Linked DNA regions of Oryctolagus cuniculus: region 2 is linked to region 1. Evidence: chromatin contacts called from public Micro-C data. All regions are on one chromosome and are shown on one strand. Each heading gives the region's core, a stretch centred on a gene start, on an enhancer-like site or on the middle of the called end of the contact. The rest is flanking DNA. Distances are from core to core; before and after follow the strand shown. Region 1 holds the start of SCAF11 (SR-related CTD associated factor 11). Region 2 holds the start of SLC38A1 (solute carrier family 38 member 1).

Region 1 (3,206 bases), core at 42-2,541:
AGAGCAGATGATGGCAGAGCTTGAAAAAGTTACAATGAACATTCAATAACTATTATTTGTATGCCTGCTACTCTCTTTAGTTAAGTTTTTACAACTTTTGCTTCCTGATGTTGCTAAAAAGTTCAGTATTAAGCTAATGACATATGTAATATTGGATTTTCTGCATACTGAAAGATGTTACTGATGATGAATCAATGGCAGCCTGAAACTGCACTGATTCAACCGACAGCACATGTCTTCAAGAAAAGCTGAACAACCCACAGAGTTTCCATCTTAGCCACGGCCCCACTCCCAAAAGAAGATTTTACAGGGGAGGGAAAACTCCTTGAGATTTTCACGTCTTCGAGCAGCGTATTTGGAAACAATGTACACTTTCCACAGTTTCCTGCCCCCTTGCCATACTCAAACTCTACCACGGTGAGATCTTAAACACGTATCAAAGTCTCAAGGTCCTGCTCGCCCCAATCGCTATCCGAATGCGAAACTGAACGATTGCCAAAACATTCGCAAGCTCCAAAACACATGACCGCTAAAGTGCAGCTAACTAGAACAAGAATTACCAACTTTTTAAAAACTCACATTGCAAAGACGAGACAGAAATCCAACCAGGTTCTCTGACAGGACCGCATAAAACAAAAGAAAACCCGAAGACAGCTCTCTACTCCGTTTCCTCCTGCCCCCCAGTTAACAACACCACCGCCCAAAGACCCAGCAACTTTTCTCCTGCGGGCTCTCACCAAGGGCGAGCCGGAGGGGCGACTCCGCCGCCGCCTGGCTGGAGGCGCCCGCAGGCCGGAGACGCGGCCGCGGCGGCGGTCAGCGGCGGCCTCCCGGGCGGGCGGGCGGGCGGCCGGCGGCACCGAGGTCGCCGCGCAGTAAAGTTTGGCTTCGCAGCGGCCGCGCGCCGGCGACAAAAGCCAAGTCCCCAGCGTCGCCGGCGCGGCGGGGCGGGTGTCGGCGGCGAGAGCGGGGCCTGCCCGCGGGGACGGGGCCGGGCCGAGGCCGAGGACCGGACGGAGGAGGGACCGGGACGGGGCCGGCGAGGCGCGGGGCCCGGCCGCAGCCTCAACTTTCCGCCGCGCGAGACTCCCAACTCGGGCCGCCCGGGCCGCTCCCAGCCCGCGCCGGCCCTCCCCACCCCGGGCCGCCCGCGTTTACCTCAGGCCGAGGTCGAGGCCCCGCCGCGGGGACCGAGGCCCGTCCCTGCGCCGCCGAGCTCCCGAACGCGGGGGGCCACGGCGCCGGCTCGCGGGCCGCCGAGGGAGGCGCGAGGCGGGAGCGGGCCGCGCTGCGCTGCTCCCTCCCCCGCCGCGTGGGCCTCCTCTTCGCTCCCGCCTCCCTCCCTCCGCGCCGCCTCAGGCCGGCGCGCCGCGGTGACGACGGCGGCGACCGGCCCAGCCTTCTTCCCGCCCGCCCGGGCCCACAGCCCGCAGCGCTCGGCGCGGCCGCCGGGGGGCGCCGACAACCCGCCGCGGGCTGCGGGGCGCGGTGGGCGGGGCCACGCCGTGCGTCCGCGAGCGGGAGGGAGCCGGCGGCGAGGGCTTCTGGGAAATGCGCTCCCAGCCCGCCGCCCCGCCGCGCGCCGAGCCTGGCTGTGCGCGTGCGCTCTGCGGGACCGGGCCTGCCCTGCCCGGTGGTCTCGGGCAGGCGGCTCTGCGGCGGCGGCCCGCCGGCTCTGCCCTCTGTGGGGGTCACGGGGTGTGAGGAGTGTGCACGGGCGGCCATCGGAGGCGCGGGCCGATGGCACCCGCGTCCCCAGCGGGCCGGGCCTTGTGCGGGGCCCCGCACCGAGACGCGGCCGGGGGCGTCGTGAGGCGAGCCGGCCAGGGCCCAGGGCCGAGCGCCAGGCCGCGTCCGTGGGAGCGGGCTCGCCCGCGGCGAGGGACCGCGCTGGCCCTCAGGCGTCGTGAGGCGAGCCGGCCAGGGCCCAGGGCCGAGCGCCAGGCCGCGCCCGTGGGAGCGGGCTCGCCCGCGGCGAGGGACCGCGCTGGCCCCTCAGCTTCCGGCAGGTCGTGTTCACGCCGGCCGGCCTCCGAGGCGTTCTGCGAGCGCGGGGCGGCAAAGTGCTCTCCGAAAATGACGGCTTCCGCTTCTGGCTGGCGGTAGTGACTGGAGCACAGTGTGAGGTTTCGAACACGTGCACGCCGTAGATGGACACAGAGGGGCCAGACGTCGCTGCTGCTCGCTCGTGACCGTGCCGCGAGGTGGCCAGGACTGTCCCTCCTCGGCCTGTCCCAAGCAGGAAGCCGCGGCTGGGGACGGCCTCTCGTCTCCCAGGGAAGACCACGACCTGGGCACGAGCATTTCCATGGCTGCACCCTGACAATTCAGGAGGGTAAAATTCACAGTACGCTAGCGGTACATACGCAAAAGATGGACTGTAAGCAGGCGAGTGAGGCTGATGTGCCCACCATCGTTGTCGATTGGATTATAACCACAGAACATGACGCACGAGACTCAGGAGAAAAACACATGGAGAGGAAGCTCTGGTACACAGACAGCGACCTAGTGGCGAATGTTCCAAAACCGACCTGTCACTTAAGACTTATGGAGGTCCTTAGAAATCAGCAAGTTGTTGCTGATTTTTCTTTTTTCTTTTCTTTTTTTTTTTTTTTTTTTTTTTTTGTGCATAACAAGAAGTTCTGATTTTAATGAAATGTCTGGCATTTCTTAAAGCATTGAAAGTGTTTGAATTCACAGAGTGTACAGTGTAAGACTCAAGCAAAACGTGGCCAAATAGACAATACTCATGTAGGGAATGAAACATTAATGCTATAAGGAAAAGTTGGTTAACAAGAATTTTTTAAAGCCAGTTTTTTTCTTGTTTTTGTTTTTGTTTTTTTTAGATTTATTTACTTATTTGAAAGGCTGAGAGAGAGAGAGAGAGTCTTCCATGCACTGGTTCACTTCCCAAATGGACACAATGGTCAGGGCTAATCTAGTCTGAAGCCAGGAGCCAGAAGCTTCTTCCATATCTCCCAAGCAGGTGCAGGACCCCAAGGACTTGGGACATCTTCTACTGCTTTCCCAGGTCATAGCAGAGATTTAGATTGGAAGAGGAGCATCCAGGGCTTGAACTGGTGTCCAAATGGAATGCTGGCACCACAGGCTTTACCCACTACACCACAACACCAGCCCTGCCAGCAGTTTATTTGATCTTCACACTGTGAAGTATGTTTTAATCCGGGTAATACTGTCCAGCTGTT
Region 2 (3,560 bases), core at 372-2,871, 140 kb after region 1:
CTCTCCCTCTCCCCGCCTCCCCGACCCAGGGGCGCGCACGGAGCGAGCGCGCGCGTCCCCCAGGCGCGGACCTGGCGGGCGGAGCGGCCTTTGTGGCTGCCCGCGGGCCTCAGGATGGGGAACCCCGCCAGGACCTTCTGTGCGCGACTCACACCGGTCCTGGCGATGGAAAAGTACCCCCGCCCCGCATGCCTCTTCGGTTTGGAAAGAACCTCCCGGGTGAGGCGGGACCCGAGTCGCCGCCAGCACCCGTTAGCCGCGCCCCGCAGATCCTCTTCTCATCCCGGGGGACAGTAGCCAGGCGCTCCGGGTCCCCCGCGCCCCGGCCCCAGCGCCCCGGGGACGGCTGCGGTCCCCTCGGGGCCTGCGGGCCCGACGCCAAGTACCGGGGCCGGGGACTCTCGCGCTCCTGCCGCCCGCTGCGCTGGAGCCCCGGATCCCGTGACCCCGAGGAGATATCACGCGAGCTGGCGCCACGCGGTGCCGCGGACCTGGCTTTCTCCTTTCCTGAGAGAAAAAGGCCCGCCCGCGGCAGGGACGCGGCAGCGTGGCCGCTCCGCTTACCTCCCAGCTCTTCGGGGAAGGAGGCCCACACGAGCTTGGCCAGCAGGGGAAGCGGCCAAAGCGGGTCCGGGGCGCGCTCTCCCGGGAAGGCGAGGGACGGAGGCTCCAGCGACCTTCAGGCGCGTGGCGTGGCCGCCCGGCCCTGCTCCTCCTTTCCGCGGGCGGATTGCATCACAGCCACCCCTCCCCCCGTCCCCAGCCGCGGCCTCGGGAGCTGAAGGTCCCGCCACCGTCGCGCGCCTACCCTTGGGCCTCCATGGCTCGCGCGGCTCTAGCGGGAGAGCCGGGCCATTCCTCCTCGGCCGCGCGCCGGCTCTGGAACCACAGCTGCGAGTCACGGAGCTGAGCGGGTCACGGGGTGTTCCCGCCGGCGGCCGCGCCTCCCGCCGGTGCTGCGACCGCGGCCCGTCTGCACGGCTAGGAGGGGGCGCAGGGCGGACGGGGGGCGGGGTGGCCAGGAGGACGCAGGCGGAGGCGCCGCGGGAGCCGGGGGGACCTGGACAGGCGCAGGGAAGGAGGGCCGTGCGCTCGGGGGCTGCATCTGGGGGCGCCGGGAGGTTCGCTGCGGCAGGGCACGGCCACGCACGCGCCCCGCGGACCCCGCAGACGGCCGAGCGCGCCGGCCGAGGGAGCGCGGCGAGCGAGTACCTCTGGATCCCTTTGTTCTAGTCCTCAGCTGAGGCGCCGCCCCTCTGCAGGATGCGGCCCCCGCAGGCTCGGCGCCCGCCCTAGATCTACAGTCAGAGCTCGGATCTGGAGATCTTGCGGGTCGGGAGGGACCCAAAGTCACGCGGAGTCCGGGACGCGCACCTGGCTAGGCGCGCTGCGGGCCGCTCGCGTCCTCCCGCGCACCCTTTGTTCCGGGCCCGGCCTACACTGCCGAGCCCTCTCCTCCTAGTGGAGACTAGAAGCAGCCCCACCTGCGCGTCCGCCGGGCGCAGTCGCTGCAGTGCGGGGCGGCGGGGTGGCTGCGGAGGCTGCGGCGCCCGGTCGCCTTCGAAGCCGCAGCGGGAAGGGGGCTCGGAGCGCTGCTCACGCGGCTGTCGCGCGGGGGCCGCCGCTGGACAACCAGGGCCGGCGCCGCTGCCGCTGCCGCTGCCGCTCCCCTCCAGAGGCCGCCAGGGGAGCGGCGGGAGGTCTGGAGGCCGGCGGGACGGACACGCGCCCCGCCCCGGTCGGACCGTCTGGGGTTTCTCCCTCGGCGGCTTAACCTCTTGTCCTGGCCGCGAACCCCTGACTTGTGACCAGGCGCACACCGGTGCACACATACATCGTGGCGAAGCTCCGTGGGCCGCGGGCGTGGGCGCCTCCCCCCTGCCTTCGCAGCGTTGGCTGACTGAGTGGGAACTGCTGATTTGCAGGGGTGCGCACCTTCCCTGGCGCAGGTGAAGGGGCGGGCTCAGCCTTGTTGAACTGTCCGCCTGGTGCCGGCAGGTGCGGTCATCAGCGTGGTGCTTGCAGAGAATCAAATCCCAAACGAATCTGTTGGTTTTAGTTCTCATTTATTTGCTGGGTTCTGTGCACCCAGACGGCTGCCATAACCCAGACTTTTGTGGCTGGGGTTCCCAAGGGACTGTGCCAGAGACAGTGCTGTCAGTGTTATTCTGTTTGCGGCTTTAAATCCCTCAATGAGGCATCATCCTCTGTGTGTTTATTTTTAAGTTATTTATTTGAAAGGTGGAGAGAGAAAAGGAAAGGTCTTCCATCCTCTGGCTCACTCCCTAAGTGGCTGCAACGGCCAGAGCTGTGCTGATCTGAAACCAGGAACCAGGAGCTTCTTCCGGGTCTCTCATGCGGGTGCAGGGGCCCAAGCACTTGGGCCATCTTCTGCTTTCCCAGGCCATAGCAGAGAGCTGGATCGGAAGTGGAGCAGCCGGGACTTGAACCCGCGCCCATATAGGGTGCCGGCACAGCAGGTGGTTTTATCTGCTAAGCCACAGCGTCGCCCCAAAAGTAGATTCCAAGAGGTGAACGTGGCTGTGCTTACAGGAGCAAGTGGGTCGAGTGCGGGAATGGGTGGCACTGGGCCTGTGTTCAGGCGGGTTCAGGCCACAGGCTGGGCTCCAGCTGCACACTCCCAGGGGGCATGTGTGGGCTCCACTCACACCCTTCTAGGCCTCCCTATACCTTTGCTAACCACCTGCAGCAGAATAGACGCCAACGCAGAGGCCTCACAGGTCAACTGGGGGGCCTGGTCGCCAGGCGAGTCCTTCTCCAGGATACGTGTGGGTGCAGGCTCTCTCGGGGTCCTTGCCCCTACCCACCCCACTTGTTCTGGTCTTAAACGGGGGCAAGGGTGTCAGGGTGAAGCCTCCCCGGCCACCGTGTGGCTGCTGGAAGACGGGCAGCAGGTCACTTTACAAATGGCTTCACAGCACCCAGGGTCATGCACCAGCCTTCAGAGCCGGGTCCCCACGGCTGGCCGTGCCCTTGTTCCCTGATCCTGGAAGAGCCTCTCTGAAGGACCGGGAGCTGCCTCCCTGCTGGAGGGTGCACGAGAGGGCACTCTGTCTGCAAGGATGTGCTAATGAAAACGTGGAAGAGTCCCAGTGCCAGACACTGCACCTGCACAAGCTGAGGTGCGGTGCAGACTGGGACAGGACTTTGTGAGGCTGCACGGTGTGGGTGGACTGGGCTCCAACACCACGATCAGCTCTGAGATCTTGGGCAAGTTTTAACTTCTCGGTGCCTTGATTTCCTCCTAAGTCAAGTGGAAATGATACAACCTCCCTCACAAAGGTAGCGAGTGTGCGTATTAACGCATGGAAGGCATTAAATGCGGTTCACAGCTTACATTAAATATCAACAGGTGATCATCATTGTTATTGGCAAGCAGCTTGGCAAGAACTGGGAGCCACTTGACAGTGTTTGTGTCACTTCTGCGAGCCTGTTCCCACGAATAATGGTGAAACTAAGCCACAGGCCTCACAGTGGGGCAAGCGCAGGTGAGGAGCATGCTGGGAACCAGGTGGCAGGTGCACCAGTGACGTGCCAAT

Evidence for each region. A called contact is a pair of places that touch in the nucleus more often than the background predicts.
Region 2: a Micro-C map of ear pinna shows a contact between it and region 1, with 3 times the contacts expected there. The contact joins the promoter of SLC38A1 here to the promoter of SCAF11 in region 1. A contact is called at or near these places in 2 of 6 Hi-C or Micro-C datasets (ear pinna and skin fibroblasts).

What each region holds. Positions count from the first base shown.
Region 1 is chr9:136,738,677-136,741,882 of mOryCun1.1, forward strand. It overlaps SCAF11 (SR-related CTD associated factor 11), which reads right to left and starts at 1,292. Exons shown (of 15, transcript XM_008259359.4): 1 at 1,159-1,292.
Region 2 is chr9:136,873,508-136,877,067 of mOryCun1.1, forward strand. SLC38A1 (solute carrier family 38 member 1) reads right to left here and starts at 1,622. Exons shown (of 17, transcript XM_051851014.2): 1 at 1,485-1,622. LOC138843666 (homeobox protein MIXL1-like) reads right to left here and starts at 1,836. Exons shown (of 5, transcript XM_070048364.1): 1 at 1,803-1,836; 2 at 1,485-1,702; 3 at 809-891; 4 at 565-677; 5 at 279-364. The coding sequence starts at 1,836. The coding sequence ends at 279.